4 separate regions of the Mus musculus genome follow, and regions 1, 3 and 4 are each linked to region 2. The links are chromatin contacts, called in public Hi-C and HiChIP or PLAC-seq maps. All regions are on one chromosome and are shown on one strand. The core of a region is the stretch at or near the end of the contact, and the rest is flanking DNA. Distances in the headings are between cores, read along the strand shown.

What was found. Hi-C and Micro-C count contacts between places; a contact is called where the count stands out from the background. HiChIP or PLAC-seq counts read pairs in DNA pulled down with a chosen protein or histone mark.
Region 1: a contact with region 2 is called in a Hi-C map of pancreatic cancer cells, with 4 times the contacts expected there. The contact joins two enhancer-like sites. A contact is called at or near these places in 19 of 39 promoter capture datasets (the 3T3-L1 cell line, 3T3-L1-derived adipocytes, the C10 cell line and 10 more), 11 of 15 datasets of contacts at CTCF or cohesin (CD8 T cells, the G1E-ER4 cell line, the NIH/3T3 cell line and 6 more), 192 of 484 Hi-C or Micro-C datasets (the 63-12 cell line, 8-cell embryo, the AML12 cell line and 91 more), 27 of 115 datasets of contacts at active chromatin or transcription factors (the 230-238 cell line, CD8 T cells, PVALB interneurons and 14 more) and 1 of 9 other capture datasets (embryonic stem cells).
Region 3: an H3K4me3 HiChIP or PLAC-seq map of bone marrow-derived macrophages shows a contact between it and region 2, with 4 times the contacts expected there. The contact joins the promoter of Cdk13 here to the enhancer-like site in region 2. A contact is called at or near these places in 6 of 39 promoter capture datasets (the C10 cell line, the HPC-7 cell line, embryonic stem cells and 1 more), 2 of 484 Hi-C or Micro-C datasets (bone marrow-derived macrophages and peritoneal macrophages), 7 of 115 datasets of contacts at active chromatin or transcription factors (bone marrow-derived macrophages, embryonic stem cells, pancreatic cancer cells and 1 more) and 3 of 9 other capture datasets (adipose tissue, liver and macrophages).
Region 4: a Hi-C map of bone marrow-derived macrophages shows a contact between it and region 2, with 2.9 times the contacts expected there. The contact joins two enhancer-like sites. A contact is called at or near these places in 10 of 39 promoter capture datasets (3T3-L1-derived adipocytes, the C10 cell line, HPC-7-derived erythroid cells and 5 more), 1 of 15 datasets of contacts at CTCF or cohesin (pro-B cells), 43 of 484 Hi-C or Micro-C datasets (the AML12 cell line, B cells, the BV-2 cell line and 33 more), 4 of 115 datasets of contacts at active chromatin or transcription factors (CD8 T cells, astrocytes, bone marrow-derived macrophages and 1 more) and 3 of 9 other capture datasets (adipose tissue, liver and pancreatic islet).

What each region holds. Positions count from the first base shown.
Region 1 is chr13:17,836,381-17,839,746 of GRCm38.p6, reverse strand. No RefSeq gene overlaps it. Among named protein-coding and RNA genes, the nearest start is that of Gm24018, 28 kb to the right of the region's middle. Within about 2 kb of position 1,401, at least 32 of the 459 cell types and tissues checked have an H3K27ac peak or open chromatin away from gene starts, as enhancers often do. A contact at or near this core is called in pancreatic cancer cells and stem cell-derived motor neurons, where this site is marked.
Region 2 is chr13:17,974,774-17,978,089 of GRCm38.p6, reverse strand. No RefSeq gene overlaps it. Among named protein-coding and RNA genes, the nearest start is that of Yae1d1, 17 kb to the left of the region's middle. Within about 2 kb of position 1,994, at least 134 of the 459 cell types and tissues checked have an H3K27ac peak or open chromatin away from gene starts, as enhancers often do. A contact at or near this core is called in bone marrow-derived macrophages, macrophages, pancreatic cancer cells and 1 more, where this site is marked.
Region 3 is chr13:17,803,026-17,806,355 of GRCm38.p6, reverse strand. Cdk13 (cyclin-dependent kinase 13) reads left to right here and starts at 1,259. Exons shown (of 14, transcript NM_027118.1): 1 at 1,259-2,918. The coding sequence starts at 1,705.
Region 4 is chr13:17,753,601-17,757,008 of GRCm38.p6, reverse strand. The region is part of intron 5 of Cdk13 (cyclin-dependent kinase 13); the gene reads left to right. Among named protein-coding and RNA genes, the nearest start is that of Mir466i, 7.8 kb to the right of the region's middle. Within about 2 kb of position 1,803, at least 7 of the 459 cell types and tissues checked have an H3K27ac peak or open chromatin away from gene starts, as enhancers often do. A contact at or near this core is called in bone marrow-derived macrophages, where this site is marked.

The DNA of each region.
Region 1 (3,366 bases), core at 152-2,651, 140 kb after region 2:
TCTTCTTAGAACCATGCTGGAAGGGCTGACTCAGACAGACATAGACCCACAGGGACGAGCTCAGGGGTACAATCATATCATATTGATGGGATTTGAGTCCTATATTCAACTTTATGGCAGGTTGTGGTGGTTTGAACGAGATTGACCACATAGGCACATATATTTGAATTCAGAGGCAGCTAATTTTTAAGGGTCTGAAATATGTGAGTATGTTTCACCATACACTCTCCAATCCTGGGCAGTCATGACCAGTGAAGCAACAGTACCTAGCAGGGTTCTTTTTATTTCAGTACTCCAAAAGTTGGCAGGTGTGCACTCTGTCTCCATGGCTGCCTAGCTTCTTCCCTTGGCAACGGCACCTGGATTCACCCTGATTTCCATCCTGAGCCTCTGATTCATCCCGGGTAGGCCTGTTTCCAAGTGATGATGATGACAAAGATGATGACGATGACAGCAACGATGATGATGACTGTTTCGGGCCACATTTGAGGATAAGTAGTCTCTTAGTCAGGAGCACAGGCTCCCAGGCCAGACTTCATAGGTTGGACCTCCCATTCACCCTCTGTTTGCTGTGTGACCTTGACAGTGCCTTGGAGCTCTACCTAGAAAACGAAGATAAAAATAGCAACGACTCGAGGGGATGATAGCGAGGATTAAGTAAGTTCAGATATAAAAGTACAGATGGATCTATAAATACCCTGTCCATAAAACTACACATAACGAACGTTTGCTATTCTTTTAATTCTGAATATGATTTGTGGCTCATTTATTGTGTAGCGAGTGCACATTGGAAACTATTCTCGGTCTCCAGATCTTTTGCATTCTTAAAGCCTAGAAGACATGCTTAATTTGTCAATAATTAGTTGGTTTTCTCGTCTCTTCATTTTGGACCCTTTGTATACTCTAGAGCGGTACCAAAAATGCGTCTGAAAAAAGATTATGATAGAAATATAGAAAATGTCTTCTCTCTATGTATATACATTAACATATAGGAATACACACACACACACATTTGGAGAAGTCAGCTTTCTGGAGATGCTTAAGTTTAATTTTCTAGTTGTCCATGAGGTGGCAGCACTGCTCTGTAATTTTGCTGGAGAGTATTGTCCACTCTCGCCCATTGACACAGACTGGCTGGCTTGTTTGGATTTTGAACATGGCTTCATAGATCTCAGATTATTTCACACCCTTATTTAGACTCAAGTTCATCACCAATGTGGACAAAGAACACTTTCCCATTGAATGATACTATTGTCTCTTCGTGGCTTGGAACACAATTTCAGTTTGGCCCAAAGTGTCTCAGACGTGGTCCTCAGGAGGGAGGCTTGTGTGCAGTGAACGCAGTGAAACAGGTCCTCCCAGAGGTCCTCGGACCTGACAGTCCAGGTTCGAGGTCAGGAGTGTCATCTTAGGAGACCAGTTCCTCACTTTCCTGCCCTGAGACCCACCCACCGCAGGAAAAGGATAGAGTGTGTCAGACCAACCTGGTGACCTCTGCTCTCCTGAGTTCCTTGTTTTTCCAGGAAGAAAAAGGAAAAAACAGAACATGCGATGTCAAAAGATAACAGGGGACTGGAGGGATGGCCCAGCGGCTCGTTTGCTTGCTGCTCTTGCAGAGGACAGTGTTCAGTTAGTTCCAAGCACCCACAAAAGGCCTCACAACTGTCTGTGAGTATAGTTCCAAGGGATTCCAGGCCCTTTTCTGACTTCCGTGGACTTCGACAGGCAGATGGTGCCCAGAAATTCAAGCAGGCTCACATGCACATACATAAAAAAAAAAAAGTTAATCTTTAATGAAACCAAACTAGGCTATATTCAGATCCCTTACAGCCATGTCAGTTTTTAAGCATCACGATGACGTCACTGAAATTCTATGCCCCAGCAGGTTTTTCCGGGTCTGGCTGACTACTTTCTTACACCTTTGTTTGGGTGGAACCTGTCACTGTAGAAAAATCTTTTGTTTAATTGAAGTCCAAGGGGATTTGTTCTGGGAAAACTTTTGGAGACAGAGTTATGGCGCCCTCTGGTGACTCATCGTAGGCATAACCATCCTGGTTTCCATTTCTGACACCAAACAATCCAGGTTTTGCTTTTTGAATCCTATGTGCGCTCACTTTGAGATTGTTAATTTTCACTTAATTTTGGGATCCCCAAAGTAGATGTTATGAGACTATTTATCAGCAACGTGTAATCAAAGCAGAATTGAAGAGGAAAAGGTGTCTAGAGAGCTGGTACCTGCAATCCTAGGCCCCTTACCCCATCCTTTTCTGGAAGATAGCATAAGTAAATGACTTTCTACCCAGTCGTACAGACCATGTCCTTTGAGGATTCTGCCTCCACCAAAGCTTTTGCCAGTGCCTTGTTTGATAGTGGTGCCAGGTCCTGCTCTTTATGCCAGGAAGTGTCACCAGTAGGTAACACACACTTTGCACAGCGGCCAGGGAGCCATTGCATCGACCTTGGTGGTACCCACAGCTGCATTCCTTATTTGCAGTCTTAAACATGCTGAATTGCAATCTTTAAAGTAGAGCTCACGTGTTTCGGAGAAATCCTTAAGTGACTGCCTAGCAAGCCAAAGTGTGGACATGACAAACTTGTGGATTTGGAAGGTGGATTCCAAAGGCAGGAATCAGTCTGCACGGTTTGCTTTTTTGGTTCCCGGAATGCACTTCAGTCTTTGGGTGTGCTCGGAAGTGCTCTACCATCATAATACATTCCTAGACCCAGTGTCTGTTATTCTTCTGCCATAAACACACTCTCTTATCAACCGCACTCTACCTCTGTAGGTCTCAGCAGTATTCTGGGTGCACAAGTGTGAACTTCCTCATTTTCTCTCTGAAAAATGCTTCCCAATTCTCCCCGTCCTTAACTGCAAATTCAGTGTTTGTAACCAGACTCTTCGTTAAGCAATGTTATATTTTTAAAGAAACAAGTTTAGTTGGGCATGGTTCTGCATGCCCTTAGTTCCAGCACTGGGGAAGCAAAAGCAGGCCGACCTCTGTGAGTTTAAGACCCAACCTTGGCCCCAGTCCCCCAAAGTATCTTTCGTCGCCTTACCCTAACGTCTACCCCTCATAGACTTTGTGAGACCAGCTTGAGCTGCTACACCTGGCTGGAGCCAAAAAGGAGCTGAGCTCCACTCCCGCTTGCATTACCTGCCACTCAGGCTGGTCCACTGGTTCTACAGGCTCTGACTGACACAGGGACCATTGCCTCTCTATCAGGCACACCTGACTGCTAAAAGAACCCTGGCTGGGTGAATAATCTCCACCTTAGCAGGGAAGAAATGTAGACCAGCAGACTTGGGAGGTTAACTATCTTTCTCTAGGAAAAGCCTTGCCGTTTTGTTTTGTTTTGTTTTGTTTT
Region 2 (3,316 bases), core at 745-3,244:
ATTTTAAATTCCAATTAAAACAGGCTGCCAATTTATGTATGTTGTGGGGGGGTGTTTATTGCCTAGCACTTCCAGTTATACATTGCAAAATAAAAATAAACCAATTTAGAGATCACAACTGCTCCCCAGAGGGAAACAAAAATCCAAGTTGTCTTTACTTTGGTCATCTCCCCCTTTTTTCTTAATACTTGCAGGTTGAATTAACACATTTATCAAACAGAGAACTGGCCACTGGCTAAATACTAGATCTGCTTTTCTCTAAACATTTCCCCTTTTCTTAGATTAGATATGGGAGGAGTGTCCAAAGAAAAAACTGCCAGCCAATTAACAAACCAAACAGCCAGAAGCCAAAACAAGTCAAAAGCTGAATCGAAAAAAGTCTTGAAAGCAAACAAAACAGATACCTTACACCAAATAATTTGAAAACAAACCAAAGGGAGTAAAACAGAAGACAAAGTATCCAACAAATAGGATTTTAAACAATAAGCTCTGAATGACCACAATGGATCTGTGACCAAAACTCAGTATGTCTGAACTCCAGATGCTGAAACCCCTGAGGAGACAGCATTTAATGGTTGGGACACAGGGACCTATTCTCCTGGTGTCTGGTGTAGAGACAGGTGATAACTCTAGTGAAAAGTGAATTATTCTTGAGGCTTTATGTTGGGGGCATAACTGTCAGTGAGAAAACACAGCTCTCACTTTGAGAATAAGGTAAGGTGTTCTCATGGTCTGAGAACTCAGATTCCGGTCGGGTTACCAGATAGGCCTTGGGTGCTTTCTGTCAACATTTTTAGTCTTGTGGTTGGTAAAAATCAGGGTGGTCTATTTGTACATTACATAATTTTTACCTAATATTCACAAAGATGTCAGCTCACATTCAACAGAGGGAGATAAATGGCTACTAAGGGCCTATGATGGCCCAAAATGATTTAACTATGAATTTGCAACATTGGAAATTAGTATGGAAAGCTGGGGAACATCTTCAAAACCCGGACAGTGAAAGCTGTGGTATGTGAGACTCCCACACGTGCTTTTTCTAATCTGAGAGTCCCGTCTCATGGGAGACTTCCCCCTTGATAGTCGTTATGGCTATCTACTTAGTGCTTCCTTGCTGATCGCATCACTAACTTAGTCTTATGTACAAATTAAGCCAAGACTTCCCATTTTTCCCTTGCCTCCTTCTAATTTTTTTTTGGGGGGGGGAGACTCAAACATTTACTTTTAAAATTTAGACATCGTTTAACTGAATTTCTGTTTTAAAAAAATACATTTTTGAGGGAACTAATGAAAGACGAAAAGCATAAAATGAAAGTGAAACAATGTGCAGAACTTTGTGTAGAAACTTAAATGTGTAGAAATGCAAAAAAAAAAAAAAAAACCAACAACAACAACAAAAAAAAATCCAAAATACTCTAACATGTTCAGTAGCACAAATGGCTTTTGTTATAAAATACTTTACACTGTCATTTTAGGTGGGACAATTAACTTACAAATTGATGACTTTTGAAAACTGATGGCAGTAGATAAAAATTCCTGCTATGTAACTTTCTATGCGACTATTTCAGTGGTAATATGAGTACATGTATTTTAGAATCCTAAATCTAAAATCAAAGCTACTCATTATTTGTTTTGGAAGAGCATTCTTAGACAGGTAAAGCATTGGTTCTTTCAGACTTAATATGCGATCTATGACTTCTTTCACATTATTGTGAAAACAGGGCTTCAGCGTTTAAATGTACATTCCTCTTGGCTACTGCTAAGGGAGGGCAATTTGTTTTGATCACTTACTCTGTTTCAAGCCTTTATGTTTTCCATAATTAAAGGCAATTCACTTAAGTGCCTGATATCTCCATTACCAAATAGGTTCCTGTTGCCCAGGAGGCCTATCAAAGGAACCTCCCGGGAAAGCACAGCACCCAAGCAACTGTGACCAGTCAGCTGAGCTGGAAGGGAAGCAGTATTTCAGGAAGCAACACTTAGAGGCAAGACCAAGGACAAAGTCGCTCACCACCACAGACTCACTGTGACTCACTAAAAGTCCCTCACCAACCCTTATGACTCAGACAGAGAAAACACTGAGTGAAAGATGGATGTGTTCTGATTTGTGGTTTGTGGTTGTTAAAAGCAGAAGTTCAGAGTAAAACCCAATGTGGTTTCTCTACAGTCCCATAAGCAAGGAAGTCATATATTTACATAGATCGGTGTGATTATTGATTAAAGATTTAAGTATTTTGTATATTAAATATTTACTAAGCCTCTGCATTAACACCAGGCTAACATAGTTAAGAGAGCCAACTTAACTCAAACGTTAATCATTTTTGATTACTAGAGATACTTTTAAAGAATTTTATAAACTTTAATTTGGGGGATGAGGGAGTGTGAAGGGATGTGCATGTGAGAACAGGGGCCCTCAGAGGCCAAAGGCCTCTGGAGCTACTTACAGGCAGTTGTGAACTGCCTGACTCAGAGGCTGGAATGATCTCAGGTTCTTAGCCAAAGCAGTACATGAATTAACCATCTTCTTAGCTCTGGAGATACTTTTAAGCAAATAATCATTATTAACACTAATTTTAGAGATTTTCTGAAATAAAGTAAAATGTAAAAAGGAAAAAAAAAGGTATGTTTTGAACATTTGAAAATACATCAAGCATAGGCATGAACAAGGACTCTATTCTTCTCATAGGACCATAGGAAATTAGCTCTCGTTTACAGACAATGGTCAGAATGAATCTCTATCTACCCCACTCCAAAATGGCTGTCTTAAACCCTGCAGTCTCTCAAAGCTATCCATGGGGGTGGGGGTGGGGGTGGGGGTGGGGTGCTGTGACCCCATAGAGGATGATGCACTCTGTTGTCAGCTCTCTTCCCTCCCCTTTCTTACTTTTGCAGTCATTCCGTTGTTTTGCTGTGACTTCCCAAACACACACACTTGTTTGTGTGGTATAAACAATAGGTATACATTTTCCCATAGCTGGAGGGGCTAGGAGTCCAAGATCAAGATGTTGTCTGGCTGCTGCAGAAGCCTCTGCCCCAACCTGAAGATACTCTGTTGTCAGTATGCAGTGTCTGGTCATCAGGCGTGGTGGCAAGTGCCTTTAGACCCACATGATAGAAAGTGAGAACCAACTCACAAGTTGTCCTTTGATCTCCACCAGAGCACCATGGTGCGCGCGCGCGCGCGCGCACACACACACACACACACACACACACACCCCTAAAATGTAAAACTGAGTTCTCTTTTAACAAAATAAATATTTTTTCTTTTCATAATGATACCATTAGTATCTGATTAAGAGTCACCCTCCATACCTCA
Region 3 (3,330 bases), core at 10-2,509, 170 kb after region 2:
AGGTCAACTTGATTACTAAGTATTTAAGAACTAAAAGCCAGCTGATGATCTGAATAAATTTGTTAAGGGGTAATTACATGTACCCACTGAGCAATGTTTATCTTCTTTCCAGTATTAATGACCAATAAGCCTTTTAGATTTTAATCTAATTACCCCGAATACCTAGCCTCTAACTGAAGGGCAATCTTAAGGCAAGAGATGAGGGCATTATGTAGCTGACAGCTCATAGCTTTAGTTAGATATAATTACAGGTGAAAGTACAAAGAGGGCAGCTTCCACTACTACAAAATGTTTTTAAGGTTCCTGGGATTTTTAGTAGTCCTCCTTGATATTTTGACTCATCTTTCAGATTTACTTAATGCTTTTGCTTTATAAAGAGATTTACTTATTTCATGTATGTGACACATCAGAAGAGGGATCCCCATTACAGCTGGTTGTGAGCCACCATACTGTTGCTGGGAATTGAACTCAGGACCTCTGGAAGAGCAGTGAGTGTTCTTAACCTCTGAGCCACCTCTCCAGCCCTGTGTAAGGCTTTTTAAAGGTTCCGAAACGTCAGTGTCGCGGAAGCTCGAAGCTATGAACACCAAGTATATTTTTAGGTTACGATGGGTCCTTGAACTTGGGCGTACGTGAGTCTAGTCAAGCTAACGTCACATTCGCCCTCTGTGGGGAGTCTGCTCTCACAGATGTTCCGATCCCGTGGCTGGGGAAAAGGTAGTCGTCAAGGTTCTCCCGGGTCCTGCCGTGACCTTTTCACTGGAGGCGAGCAACAAGCGCCATGAGTGGCGCCGGAGGGAAGGCCTCCAGCGACAGCACAGCGCAGCCCACGCCTCCTCTCCTTTCTTTAACCCTGCTCCTCCGTCCCACCCCTGCCGGAAGTGGAGTGGCTCCTCGCGTCACTTCCGGTGACGGCCAGGGTCCCGGCGGGCGCGAGCACGCAGCACCTCCCCTCGCCCGCGCTCGCTCTCTCCATCGGCGTCCCCGAACGTGACGAGCGTGCGCGCCGCCGACCTAGCGTTGGGTTTAGGGGCAAAAGTCTTGAGGAACGCGGCGAGTGGGTGGTGCGCGGCGAGGGCTCGGCCAGCCAGTCGCGTCGCCGTCCCGCAGGGAGAACGCGGAGGGCAGGGAGGGGCGAGCGGCGCGCGCGGAGCCCGCGTGGAGGGGCGGAGGACAGCGAGCCGCGCCCCCGCTCCGGAAGCTGCGCGCAGTGCCCTCGGGGCGCCAGGCCCAGGCCCGTCCGAGCGCCGCGGGGTGTCGCCGCCGCCGCCACAGGACGACGTGGACGCGCCGCGGCCGGCCGGCGACGGAGGCGTGCTGTGGTCGCGCCCACTGCCCTCCCGCGAGCTCGCCCCCGACGTCAGGACGATGGAGTGAAGCGCGGCCCGCGGTGGCACTTCCGCGTTGCGCCGCCGGAGCCCGAGGCCGCCGCCGCCGCCGCCACCGCCGCCGCCCGGCACGGCCGGCTTTCCGCCGAGGATAGGATCCTCCCGCGCCAGGCCCTGACGCCGCTGCGCACACACCGCGACTGGAACCGGGGACGCGCGTCCCGACCCGGATTATCGTGGCGCGACTCCCGGCCGGCCCTGCTGCTCGCTACCCCTCCGCCGCGGCTGCCGTCCCCCTTCCCGGCGGGGGACATGGCCAGGGTCTGACCCCGGAGGAGGCCGCACCCGCGCCGCACTCTGCGGCGGGCTCTAGGCGATGCCGAGTAGCTCGGACACGGCGCTGGGGGGAGGCGGGGGCCTGAGCTGGGCCGAGAAGAAGTTGGAGGAGCGCCGCAAGCGGAGGCGATTCCTGTCCCCTCAGCAGCCGCCGCTGCTGTTGCCGCTCCTGCAGCCGCAGCTCCTGCAACCGCCGCCGCCCCCGCCGCCTCTGCTCTTCCTGGCTGCCCCCGGCGCGGCCGCCGCCGCAGCCGCCGCCGCCGCGGCCTCCTCCTCTTGCTTCAGCCCGGGCCCTCCTCTGGAGGTCAAGCGGCTGGCGAGAGGCAAGAGGCGCCCCGGAGGGCGGCAGAAGCGGCGCCGCGGGCCCCGCGCCGGGCAGGAGGCGGAGAAGCGCCGGGTCTTCTCGCTGCCCCAGCCGCAGCAGGACGGCGGTGGCGGTGCCAGTAGCGGCGGGGGTGTGACCCCGCTGGTGGAGTACGAGGATGTGAGCTCCCAGTCCGAGCAGGGGCTGCTGCTGGGGGGCGCCAGCGCGGCAACGGCGGCGACGGCTGCCGGGGGAACGGGGGGCAACGGCGGGAGTCCGGCCTCCTCCTCCGGCACGCAGAGGCGCGCGGAGGGGTCGGAGCGCAGGCCGCGCCGGGACCGCCGCAGCAGCAGCGGCCGCAGCAAGGAGCGCCACCGCGAGCACCGGCGGCGGGACGGGACGCGCAGCGGCAGCGAGGCCTCAAAGGCCCGCAGCCGCCACGGACACAGCGGCGAGGAGCGGGCGGAGGCCGCCAAGAGCGGCAGCAGCAGCAGCAGCGGCGGCCGCCGCAAGAGCGCGTCGGCTACGTCCAGCAGCAGTAGCAGCCGCAAGGACCGGGACCTCAAGGCCCACCGCAGCCGGACTAAGTCGTCCAAGGAACCGCCCTCGGCCTACAAGGAGCCGCCCAAGGCCTACCGGGAGGACAAGAGCGAGCCGAAGGCCTACAGGCGGCGGCAGCGGTCCCTGAGCCCGCTGGGAGGCCGGGACGAAAGCCCGGTGTCCCACAGGGCCTCGCAGAGCCTTCGGAGCCGCAAGTCCCCCAGTCCGGCGGGAGGTGGCAGCAGTCCTTATTCCCGGCGGCTGCCGCGCTCCCCGAGCCCCTATAGCCGGCGCCGCTCGCCCAGCTACAGCCGCCACAGCTCCTACGAGCGGGGCGGCGACGTATCCCCCAGCCCGTACAGCAGCAGCAGCTGGCGGCGCTCGCGCAGCCCCTACAGCCCAGTACTCAGGTGAGTCCTGTCCCCCCAACCCTAGGAGGCGGGGAAGGTGGGGCGAGGCGCCTCTGGTTTACTCGGTCCGCTTCCCAGGCCAGCGCTCCGGGTCGGAGGGTGGGTTTCTAGCGGAGAGGGGAGTGCTGAATGCACCTGTGAGGGTGGGAGGGACCAAGCGACCAGCCTAGGCAGGGATGAGTCCTAAGAGTTCAAAGTTTTTAACTTGTTGCTTTTAACTGTCAGCAGGTTAGTGCAAAATGCTCTCCTTTTCCAGCATTGCTATTTTGGCTTAATTTGTCTTAATACCTGCTTATGGAGAAAACGTCACTTTGTTGGTGCTTTACTAATATACAGGGACTTATATTAAAGAGCAATCAGATTCAGGAGGTGATGTCAGTTAGATAAGGATTGCAGATGTTTCATGTGGTTA
Region 4 (3,408 bases), core at 554-3,053, 220 kb after region 2:
TAATAGGAATAATGAATGCCAACATACATTACTGGGAAGTGCTATGGGGCTATTGAAAACATGTCAAAACTAAGTTAAGAAAAAACGTTTCTGATAGGAGTTTGTTGGGTCTTGAAGCAGTCTGGAAGAAAATCTCCCCCTCCCTCTTTGTATACACCAATCTTTTGTCTTTTCTCTGTGATATTATATCATTTCTCCCTTCCCTTCCTTCCCTTCAAATCTTCTGTAGTAACTGTTGAGGGGAGAACTTTTCACTCATTATTGCATCAAATATTTCTTCTGTCTCTTTCTCTTTTCTTCTTTTAAAGCCTTGAAAGAATGTTAACATTTGTGATTGTTTTATGGCCCTTGGATGTTCTGCTTTTTTTGTATTCCCCTATCCCATCCCACCATACGCATTCACTTCCGAACATGTCTATTCAAACATCTTTGTACTCAGTGATTCTTTCCTTGGAAATTTTGCTACAGTTATGAATCATGAGGTAAATAATCTGTTTTTTTTTTCAGGTAGTCTTAGGTGACCCCTATGAAAGGGCTGTTCAACTTCTAAAGGGGTGGTGACCCATGGGCTGAGAACCACTGTTCTGGGCTTATTGTTTACTCTTTACTGATTTTATTAGAGGCAAATATACATTGTTTTCATGAGCATTTTGGCACAGGACTTCTAGTGATGAAAATTTATCTGCCTATTTCTCTAACTTAGAAATAGTCACATTTATTTGTCTTACTACTGTTTTGTGCTGTTGACTGCTGTTGAGGGGTGTTTTCCCCCATTCTCACTGTAGGGAATTATTTTCAACAAATAGTTCTGTTTTTACTTCTTAGTTCTATAATTGATATATTTGTTTTTTATGTTGGTGGCCATTCTTAGGATACTTTTCATCTTGCTATGTCTGGGTAGGTGTTCAGTCATCCTACCACCACTTACTGAGAAGACCATCTAACTGAGTGAAATACCTTTTTGTGTTCTGTCCCTTTATTTCCCTCCTGTCTCTTTTTTGAGACTGGGGGGCTGGGGGGCGTAGGTGGGTGTATGTATGATGTAGGTACCTGTTTATTGGGGATGCTAAGTGTGTGTGAAAGCCAAAAGTCACTATCAGGTGTCTTCTTAAATTGCTCTCTACTTTAGTGTTTGAGACAGGATCTCTCATTCATTGTCAGCTAGTGTGGTTGGCCAATAGGGATCGGCCTCTCTCGTGCTTCCCAACACTGGCATTAAAGTCAGTGCCGCTGTGCCTTGCACATATGAGCTGGGGATCTGGAGTCAGGCCCTCATGCTTGCCTATCACCTAAGCTATCTCCCAGCATCACAGTCTATTCTACAGTACAAGTTTAGTGTGGACTTGGTATATTTTTTTAAGAATTACTTATTTTATGTGTATGAGTACACTGTCGCTGTTGTCAGACACGCCAGAAAAGGGCATTGGATCCCATTACAGATGGTTGTGAGCCACCCTGTGGTTGCTGGGAATTGAACTCAGGACCTCTATGAGCCATATCTCCAGCCTTTACAAAAATAATTTACATTATAATTTAAAAATTTTAAAATAGGAATGTAGAACCATTCTTTCTATATACCTTTTTTTCTTTCAGATGTTTTTGTTCTTAGTTATTTTCCTGTATGATATACGCTGTAGAGAAAACTCTTTCACTGATTGTACTTGTTGCTTTTGCTGTTATAAAATATCTGGATATAAACCAAGGGGGAAAACGATTATTGTGGCTTACAGTTGTGAGGGAATGTGACGGCAGGGTGGGGATGGTGTGGCAGGTCAGAGAGGAAGCAGGATGGTCACATTTCATCCTTACACTGGAGGCAACGAGAGGGAAGCAGAAGTGAAAGCAGTCTAGAAACCTCAGAGCCTGCCCTTGTTGATGTACTTACAAGATTCTACCTCTTAAAGATTCCATAACTTTCCTAAACAGTGCTGTTAACTTGGCATCAAGTGTTCCAGCACATAGGCCTAGGAGGCCATTTTAGCATTTACAGAACCACACTGATAAGTTTTAGAAATTGGGCTTTTGCATAATTTACAAATTAATTTGGGAAGATTGGTATTTTTGAACTGTGCCCTTTTTTTTGTATATGTGTGTTTTCTGCATTAAAAGGGAATTTTCAAAAAAAATTCCTTTCAATTTAAATAGCTATTATTAATGGGTTCTATTTTATCTTTTAACTGGTTGCCAATATCAATGAGTATTGTATGTTACACTATTTTTCCACATTTTTTAACTCTTTCTAATAATCTTTCATTGAACTTAATGGTTTTCAAGAATGGAATATCATCTTGTCTTATTTCAGTTCCTAGGCCTCTCAGTCATAGTTACTTGATAGAAGTAAGCTTTCTATTTCAAATTAAAATGTCATCTAATAATTATGTTACAGAATGGAACAGATGAAATTATTCAATTTTAATAACTTGTAACTCGGTGTGTAGTACATTGATTTCAATGTACAGTCAATTTATCATAAATTATTAAAGATTTTGTTTCTAAATTTGTGTGTCTCTGCACATGTGTGTATGTGGATGTTCATGGAAGCCAGAAGAGGATGTATCCCCTAGAGCTGTAATTACAGGCAATTATAAGCCACTTGATATGAGTGCTGGGAATTGAACTCAGTTCTACAAGAGCAACAAGGACTCTTAATCATTCAGCTCTCTCTAGCCTATTCTTCCCTCCCTCCCTCCCTCCCTCCCTCCCTCCCTCCCTCCCTCCCTCCCTCCCTCCCTCCCTTCCTTCCTTATTTCTTAACTTTTTTTTTTTTTTCTTCGAGACAGGGTTTCTCTGTGTAGCCCTGGTTTTCCTCGAACTTAGAAATTTGCCTGCCTCTGTCTCCCAAGTGCTGGGATTAAAGGCGTGCATCACCACTGCCTGGCAATTATCCATTCTTACCATTTATTATTAGTAGTATTATATATCTGAGACAAAGTCTTGCTGTGTAATAACCAGTTTGGCCTTGCATTTGAGATTTGTCTGTCTGTGCTTCATTCCTCTGTACTTAATACCTAACTCAGTGTACTGTATTACTAACTCAGTGTACTGTATTACTAACTCAGTGTACTGTATTACTAACTGACATATTTATTTTTGTTTTATATTGAGTATTGGAAATCTGGTGCATACTTAAAACATTTTTTGACTAAACCACAAGTGCTCAGTAGCTATCTATGAGCTCCTGGCTAACTCTGTGGGTTGTGCAATTGGAAATGAAACATAACTTGTAAATATTTATACTATGTTTCTCCCTATACACCTGTGTTAATATTATATGCTCTCTTGAAATCTTTTTGTTTAAATGCCATAGTGAACATTTGGAGTTGTAATGAGATTGAGCATCTTTAATGTTGTTTTAAACACAGACTTTTTTGATATTGGAGGCTCCATTGAACCTGATACAGAACTGCG